Linked DNA regions of Rattus norvegicus: all the other regions are linked to region 2. Evidence: chromatin contacts called from public Hi-C data. All regions are on one chromosome and are shown on one strand. Each heading gives the region's core, a stretch centred on a gene start, on an enhancer-like site or on the middle of the called end of the contact. The rest is flanking DNA. Distances are from core to core; before and after follow the strand shown.

Evidence for each region. Hi-C and Micro-C count contacts between places; a contact is called where the count stands out from the background.
Region 1: a Hi-C map of prefrontal cortex shows a contact between it and region 2, with 2.7 times the contacts expected there. The contact joins the enhancer-like site here to the promoter of S1pr1 in region 2. A contact is called at or near these places in 10 of 12 Hi-C or Micro-C datasets (the A7r5 cell line, the Rat2 cell line, Schwann cells and 6 more) and 1 of 1 datasets of contacts at active chromatin or transcription factors (oligodendrocytes).
Region 3: a contact with region 2 is called in a Hi-C map of Schwann cells, with 5 times the contacts expected there. The contact joins the promoter of Dph5 here to the promoter of S1pr1 in region 2. A contact is called at or near these places in 10 of 12 Hi-C or Micro-C datasets (the A7r5 cell line, the Rat2 cell line, Schwann cells and 6 more) and 1 of 1 datasets of contacts at active chromatin or transcription factors (oligodendrocytes).

The regions. Positions count from the first base shown.
Region 1 is chr2:206,565,411-206,568,110 of GRCr8, reverse strand. All of the region lies in intron 8 of Slc30a7 (solute carrier family 30 member 7), which reads left to right. Among named protein-coding and RNA genes, the nearest start is that of Slc30a7, 40 kb to the left of the region's middle. Within about 2 kb of position 1,445, at least 47 of the 93 cell types and tissues checked have an H3K27ac peak or open chromatin away from gene starts, as enhancers often do. A contact at or near this core is called in prefrontal cortex, where this site is marked.
Region 2 is chr2:206,312,806-206,315,505 of GRCr8, reverse strand. It overlaps S1pr1 (sphingosine-1-phosphate receptor 1), which reads left to right and starts at 1,436. Exons shown (of 2, transcript NM_017301.2): 1 at 1,436-1,496.
Region 3 is chr2:206,488,151-206,490,850 of GRCr8, reverse strand. Dph5 (diphthamide biosynthesis 5) reads right to left here and starts at 1,295. Exons shown (of 8, transcript NM_001017449.1): 1 at 996-1,295; 2 at 551-708. The coding sequence starts at 685.

The sequences.
Region 1 (2,700 bases), core at 196-2,695, 250 kb before region 2:
TGACAACAGTGAGCCAAACAACCTTTCTTCTTCGTACTCCGGTAGCTCGGTATGTTTGTTATAGTAATGAAAACTGACTCACCTAACAAGGGAAGTATTGATCTGCTGATTTTATCAAGTAGACCTTTCAGAAAGTCTGTAAACCTATGAGTACTTACTGATGCTTCCAGAATAAATCTCTTAGGGTCAGAAAGCTGCTATCAGCCCCTTGCCTGTTTTTCAGGCTGTTCTTGTTTTCCATCGAAGTCCTGTTCATAACTGACACTTTGGCTTGTTATTATGGGAAATGCACTTGCTTGCCTTCATTGTGCCTTCAGTCATAGTATCCTAATCTATGATCCCCTTCTACTTCCTGTTTCCTGTCAGCCCGAGGATTCCTGAAAGCCCAGACTTCTGGAGCTCTCCCTGTTCCTAACTACTTACACCTCTGAATTTATCATTCGTTCATCATCCCCGTTTTTCTAAAAACAGTGGTGCTGTATGTGGCAGGGTCACATGGGATAGACGCGACAGTACAGCCTGACACTGGTGTACTTTGTTCACAGCAGTGTTTTGAATTCTGGAGACCTAGCTAAGGATTGGAAGGCTTGGGTTACGGTTCTGCTCTGTCATCCATGAATGTGAATTTTGTTGTTGTTGTTGTTGTTGTTGCTTTGTAAGTTTCATGATTATGTGATTAAGTGCCTTTTCAGGGATTGTTAACATAGGATATACTTCCAGCATGCTATAAGCCAAGGCTAATCATGGAAAATAGGAATTGACATACAATAGATTGCTTTACAAAGTAAAGTGGGTTTTCAGAACCAGAGGGCAAAGATTAGTAAATAACAAACAAATCTGACATTACAGTTTAAATGAAGGCAGCCAAAGGCTGTTTAGATTTGAACTGCAGAGATGAGAGAATTGAGTCTTTGCATTAGAAGCTGTATTAAAACCTTTCAACCTCTGTGTATAAATAACATTGCAAGAAGTACAGAGTTTTACTATTATTTTAACAGAAGCCTCACTCTTCCCTTAAGCGATGGAGGAGGTTGTTAATTACATACACACACACACACACACACACACACACACACATACACACACACACACACATACACACACACACACACACACACACACACACACACAAATCCAGACAACCTAATATAGAATTCTTCATTTCTGACCACCGTTCCTTCATAAGACTCATTATAGCATTATAGAGGAAGGATAAACTCTACCCTACTTTTTTTGCTCTAATTAAAGGCTTATAAGATGCCACTATTTCATACGTTTTCCCAGCCCAAAGATCTGAAATCCTGGAGTAGTTCTCTACAGTATTATTTGGGATGAACGAGATCTGTCTTTGTGAAGTGGCTGAAGGCTTCAGTGTGGAATAGGAAGGGAGCTGTAGGGGACAGCTGACTACACGGATTGTCCAGCCTGGACAGTTAGCCCACAGTTTCCGTGATCAGTATTCTGGGCATAGCCCAGCTGCCTTCTCTGCTCAGACCTCACAAAGCTGTAACTAATGTGTTGGCTGGGGTTCCAGCCTCCTCCGAGGCTCAGGGTCATCTTGCAAGCTTATGTGGTTGTCAGCAGAAATCCTGAACTTGCAGCTGTCGAGCTCATGGTGGCTACTTCTTCAGAATCGGCATGGGAGCAGCTGACCTCAACCCACACTTTAGTCCCTCTCTTAAGGGCTTGGCTCTGATCAAGTCAGGCATACCCACGGTTTTTTCCTTGACGAACTAAAAATTAACTTATTTAAACCTTAAATGCGTCTTAAATTCACTTTGCACTCGTTGTATTCCGTTCCGTTGGAGCCAGCCACAGGTTTTTCCACGCACTTGAGAATGGGGGATTCTATATCTGAGTGATTCACTGAGGGTCACGTTAAGGCATGTGACTCTTACTTTTCTTTCTCTTCTGTTTTGAGTGTCCAGCCCCATACTTAGACAAGAGCTAGGGTTCTGTCAATGAATAGTTGACAGGTGAAAGAGCAGAAAACCACAGGTACCGAGCACTTCCTCAGGGTCTCTGCCTGCTTTCACTCTTCCACTGAGTGTCCTTGTGCAGGGTGTGATTTGTCTTGCAGTAGTGTGGTTCTGGTTCCTTAAAATAAATCAACGGAATGGCATCATTCTTCAGTGTTTGTCAAAGCCATCGAAATGATTGGTGAATCCATCCCTGAGGCCTCAGATTTGTAGTTTGTGGAATGATTTTCAAGCTACAGAGGTTAGGAATTAACCGATATTTATTCAATTGCAGATTTATTATAATTTGGAACATTCAGTGCCATTGTCAAAAAGTATTCTGGAAATCATGTACAATTTGTGTTCATTCTAAGAATGCAAAGGTAATTCAGTATTACAGAGTTTACACATATTATTCATCAAATAAACAATGGAGAGAGAAAACCATGAGATCATTGCCAGAGATCCAAAGAGACATTTGGACAAATGCAGTCGCCCTTCCTCCCTCCCTCCCTCCCTCCCTCCCTCCCTCCCTCCCTCCCTCCCTCCCTTCCTTCCATCCATCTCTTGACAGTGGCATTGCCATTATCCAAAGTGGAAAAAGATACACTTGGAATTGTATCTTATGTTTTAGACCTGGAGAAACTGCCAATGGCTTTGAGCCAGAAAAGTGAAGTGTAGAAGCATGTTAGCACTAGCAGAAGCCAGGCCTGAGTGACTTAGCCGCATGAGAGTGCTACTG
Region 2 (2,700 bases), core at 187-2,686:
GCTTCTAGGCAAATGTGAATTAACAGTTACTTTTTTTTTTTTTTTTTGCAAGCTCATAAAATCCCAGAAGGTAGGGGTCTGTTGTTTGTTCCTTCAGTCTCTCTTGAGTCATTCAGGTACAGGGTGTGTCTGTTAATTGAAACTGCACAGCAGAGGAAGTTTTGTGATCACATCTGCTCAGGGTGGGAAGGCAGTTCGACCAGGGGACTTGGGTGGAACCTCTTTTTAACACTAGAGCAGACAAGGCATAAAGGCCCCGAGTCTGTTACTCAAACAAATCTGACCAAGGCCACTTTAGCCTCAATCTAGCAACAGAAAAAATGTGGGCCAGGTACGACTCTTTAGATTTGGGGGTCTCTTAGCTATCTCTCAAGTAGACAGGGAGAGAAGAGTCATCCAGCTTTAACCTAGGGGCTGTAGGCGCTGGCCTATGAAAAGCCAGGCAGTCCTTTTCCTTGTTGAAATTCCTGGACTGCCTGATTGTTTAAATCTCTGAGGCCAGGGCAACAGCCCACCTCCTCAAAGGCCTCTACGCTTCCCAGAATCTGGGGCACACCGCCTGGCTTTGCGCTCAGCTGAGCGAGGGGAACCCCCGCTCTACACCAAGCACAGCACTGGCCCACTTCACCGTGCACCCGGGGAAAGCCACTTTCTGCCCACCAGACCGCAAGTTTCAAGGCTTCACCAGGATCGGACTGGAGGGGGAGGAGGAGGAGAACTGCAGCTTTTCTGTGCCTGGAGGCTGCTTGCCTCGGACCTCCCTCTCTCGCAGTCCCTTCTCAGGATCTCCTCCCGGTGGCTTGGCGGCGACTCTCTGGGCAGTGGCTCGGGTTTCCCCTGACCTCGTGGAAGTGGACCCCAGGACACCGGTCCATTCTGATTACACCGATCCTCAGAGCTATGGGATCGGGGGCCAGGAAGATCCTCTACGAGACACAGGCTTGTCCTCTGTCCTCTGTCCTCTAAGATTTTAAACGAAGAAAAGTTTTCCCAGGGATCTTCCTGTCTAGTTTTGGAGTCTTGTCCCGCGCCGGAGACTGCGGGTAGCTGGCTAGAGGCGTGATTTGTGAATTAGAATTTAGGGGCTGCCAGGCTCCGCCCCTTCTCTACTGGTTGGGGCGGAGGGGTTCCTATTCATTTCGTCTTATTTCAGTCACTCTGCCCCAGATCTTTCTGGGAGGCTGCTTCTCAGCAGCCTGGACCCGGAGGGGCCCCCTGCCGCTGGCAGAGCGCGGAGGAGTTAAAGGCATTAACCCCTCCCACTCCCTTCCTAGAGGAGTCACCCAGCCTCGGCGGGGCGCTCAGAGACTTCGCCTTGCAGCGGGCAGCTCAGGCAGGGCTGGCTATTGGAGTGCACCGCCGAGGAGGGAGGGGATCCCAGCTCTGAGAACTTTGTGAGTGTGCTGGTCTCCGTCAGTCGCCGACAGCAGCAAGATGCGGATCGCGCGGTGTAGACCCGGAGCCCGGCGGACGCAGCTTCGTCCCGCTTGAGCGAGGTAGGGGGTTGTGAGCCTCGCAGGCTTTGGCGCGGGCTGCAGGGCGTCCAGGTGTCGAGGAAGAACCTTTAAACCCGAACTAAACAAACAAAAACTTTAGGGAAACCAAACCAAAGCAAACCAAACCCAGGCATCACCAGGATGCTACGGAGCCCATCTTGACTGACTTCTTCTTGGGGCACGGAGTTTATGAAGTTTGAAAAAGATTAATTTCCAAATTATAGGAAAGACTGAGGGAGGGCCGCTGGAGAAGCTGCGGTTCATCAGAACAGAGAAAAGGGGAGACGCTTATTTTGGGAAATCCTATAGACGAAATTATCAGGCATCACGCCAATGGTTTCCATTGCCTGAGAGTGGACTTTGCAGCATTAGAGTGGGGAAATGTGGAGTTTCGTAAGCTTTTGTCATAGAAATGACTTCAATGTCTCTAGGTCCCCCCTCCCTTCATTTGATATCGCGTTGATCAATTACCAAGCAGACTTTAGAGTACTTAATTAGCGCTGTGTGTCCAACTTAATTAGTGCTGTGTGTCCTTCCTTTAGGGATTGGTAGTTCTGTGAGAGGAGGCAATGTTAGGGTGTGGGGAGCTAATGAGGTTAAAACTGCCCATGCAAATTTAACAGTATATGTTCCTGGAAATTTTATGTACCTGAAGTTAGAACAAAGTGGCATGTTTCGTTATCGCTAGCAGGATGACTTTTGTGTGCATGCAAGTGTTGGCTAAAGTTAAAACTCTGAAGCAATCAGTTCATGTAGAAACTTCGAAGATTTGCTGCAATCTCTTAGGAGAGCTTCTCAATGAATATCTTTAAACGTAGTAAATTGACTCGTGGGGAGATTGGGTGGGGTGGAGGAGTAAAGAAAAAATTAAAAAGAAGAATAGGCAGTTGCTTCACGGAGGCGCCAAGCTCTTTCCTGTTTACTTCGAGGCCTGGCGGCCCACACCTCTGACCAGACCCTCAGCACACCTGCTCACAGGGAGTTATTAATAGAGCCCAGAAAATGACTTACTTGTCAAATGGCCCTCCTACAAAGCTACTTTCTTGCAAGGCAATGAGAAGGTGGGCTGATCTCTTTGAGTGGTGTGTGTGTGTGTGTGTGTGTGTGTGTGTGTGTGTGTGTGTGTGTGTGTGTTGTGTGCGTGTGTGTGTCTCGGGGTATGCATGTCTGCACTGTACCAGAACTGGAAGTTGGTGACTTTTGT
Region 3 (2,700 bases), core at 46-2,545, 180 kb before region 2:
TGAGAACCTGCTTAAGGTACAGAATGCACTAATAAATCTTCTGGTTACTTCGTCACTCTATATGTACATGTGGAAATAACAGCCTTCCTGGGAGAGTGTAAGTAAGGTCTCTTTGGATATGTTGCAGACAAAAATGAGATTGCTGTTCCCTGTGGAAATACTTCAAAGGCGGAAGCTTTCAGATCGCTTGCTGAATGTATAAGCAACTCATTATAGCTGTGTCAGCACCTCATTAGCACTCAACTCGGAAAGGATTTCTGGCTAGCTCATGAAATAACGGATTTGATAACTATCCCCAAGAGTGTAAAATAACTTTCCTTTGCTTAAAAATTTTACTTACTGGAGAAAGGCACAAAATTAGACTTGTAAAGTAGGACAAACCACCGTTTCGTTTCCCAAGTCACCGAGTATGAATGAGCCAGACCGTAATGAACAGGGTGTGTGTTTTTAAAGGGTCTAAAAAGCAGACGCTTAGAGTCTGTGCAGTCTAGTGTACGAGAATCGCTAGCTAGTTGTCTTCCCCAGAGGCCTGGGGACTTTAATCACGTACCAGGGCTTCCTTCCCTACAGTCAGGACTGAGGTGTAGGCTTCCAGATACACGCGACTGCAGCGTCTCACAACTTCCAGGCCCTTGACTGTGATGTCCTTGGCATCTCCCAGGCCCAAGCCGATCAAGTAAAGCATTCCGAACTCCAGGGAGGGGGAGACTGTGGAGCGAAGTGAACAACAAAAAGCGTCAGCTATCACCAGGGACCTAAAGTCTAGGGATGAAGATAAAAACCAAAGTTGCACCGCGCGTGCGTCTGACATTCATATCCTGCATACTCTTACAAAAGAGTGGAATGGCTGTTCTAGATAAAGTGTGCTTCAATTACCCGTTTATAGACTCGTAGGTGATTCGCTAATGCCCCTCAAAGTCTCACTACAATCTTTCTGTAATTGCAGACCCAAAACCACGTGCCCACCAGGGACCGATCTTCCGGGTTTCACTTACGGCGCCGTAAAGCGCAGAGCCCTTTACAGCACTTTACGACTGGCAGGAGGATTGCGGTTCCAGCAGCGAGCGATCGCGTCCCGCCAAGGCCCGCCCGGACTTGCAGACGCTAGAGCAGGGGTCAAGGGTCAGGAATGGGTCCAGCTGTGTGTCTGGAAAGGACCCAGCGTGCCCACGCTCCCGGCGATACAGGGCTCAAACATCCCCAAGGGCGTCCGGGTCGATGACGGTAGCTCCCAAACGTCCTCCAGATGCACGCTTGCCAGGAAAGCTAGAGGGACTTCCTTAACCGACCCAGCGTTTGCTCAACTTTGAATCCCGGCTCTGTGGATCTGCCTTAATTTAACCAGAGGTCACCTTGGTGAGGAGACAGGTTGGCTAGCCCTACTGAGTGTAGTTATTAAGTTCCCACGGAGGAAGGTTGTGACTCCTACTAGGGGTTTGTCCCTGGGATCTGATACCGAAATGCCCCCAGGGAATCTGCCTTAGTCACCCTGGGTCCTGAGTGACCTTTTAAGAGTGCTCAAGAGATGACTAAGTACGAATGTGATGACATATGGGGATGAAAAATGTCATAACGAAGCCCATTACTTAGTATGCTAACCAAAGGATAATTTATAAAAAGAAAGTAATGCTATGGCGGGGGTGGGGGAGCGCATAACAGGAAAGGAAGAGTGCTTCAATCCTCTCAACGGTTGTTGCAGAGATTCTTATAAAGAGATTGGTTACAAGCAGTTCCACTAAGGGAAAAGTCTGGACTCTTCCTAAATTCGCTGGTAACTTCATCCAAGTTGGAAAGACAGTTCATTGCTTCTGTTGGTACAGTGTACAAGCCATTCAGATTTCTCCTGCTTCCTTAGGTCTAGCCTTTTCCTTCAAGGGTGCACTTCAGATCTGATTCTCGCTGTTCCCACTAAATTGATTTATTCTTTGCACCATATTAAAATACGTACGTAAAATAGACTGTGGTGTAAATAGAAAGACCTAAAATTATAACAGAAGAAAGCAACAGAAAACAACAACAAAAACAATTGACCATATCTTAGGTATGATATCAAAGACATATTTCAAAGAGAGAAAAATAGTTGTACTTTAATAATAAAACCTCCCTTCAAAAGACTAAAGTCATACACCGAGAGAAAATGTTTGCAAACAAGAAATTTGACAAAGGATTTGTCAACAAAATAAAACAAAAAACAAAGCAAGTCCATCAAGATGCTGGTAAAGGAACTTGTCACACAAGTCTGACAACTTGAGTTTGATCCCTGGAACCCAATTAAAGGTGGAAGAAAAACTCCACAGGATTCTCCCCTGACCTCCACAAGCTGGTATCCCACACACTCTAACACACTAATGATACGCTAAAAATGAATTAAAAATCTAATGGGTTCTTAAATGCAACAAGAAAACAAACTCAATGTGAAAAAAAATGTGCAAAACATTTTGAATGACAGCAAATAAGATATGCTAATAGCAGATAAGCATTTTAAAATCTTTCTAAATCTAAGTACTAGAAACATACTTTTGAAAGTTCTTACATTTCATGTGTGTGAATGATTTCCCTGTGCATATGTCTCTGTACGGTATGTGCTTCTGGTGCCCATGGAGGTCAGAAGAGAGTGTCAGAATCCCTGGAACTGGAGTTACAGATGGTTATAAGCCACCATGTGAGTGCTGGGAATCAAACCTCAGATAACCCAGAAAC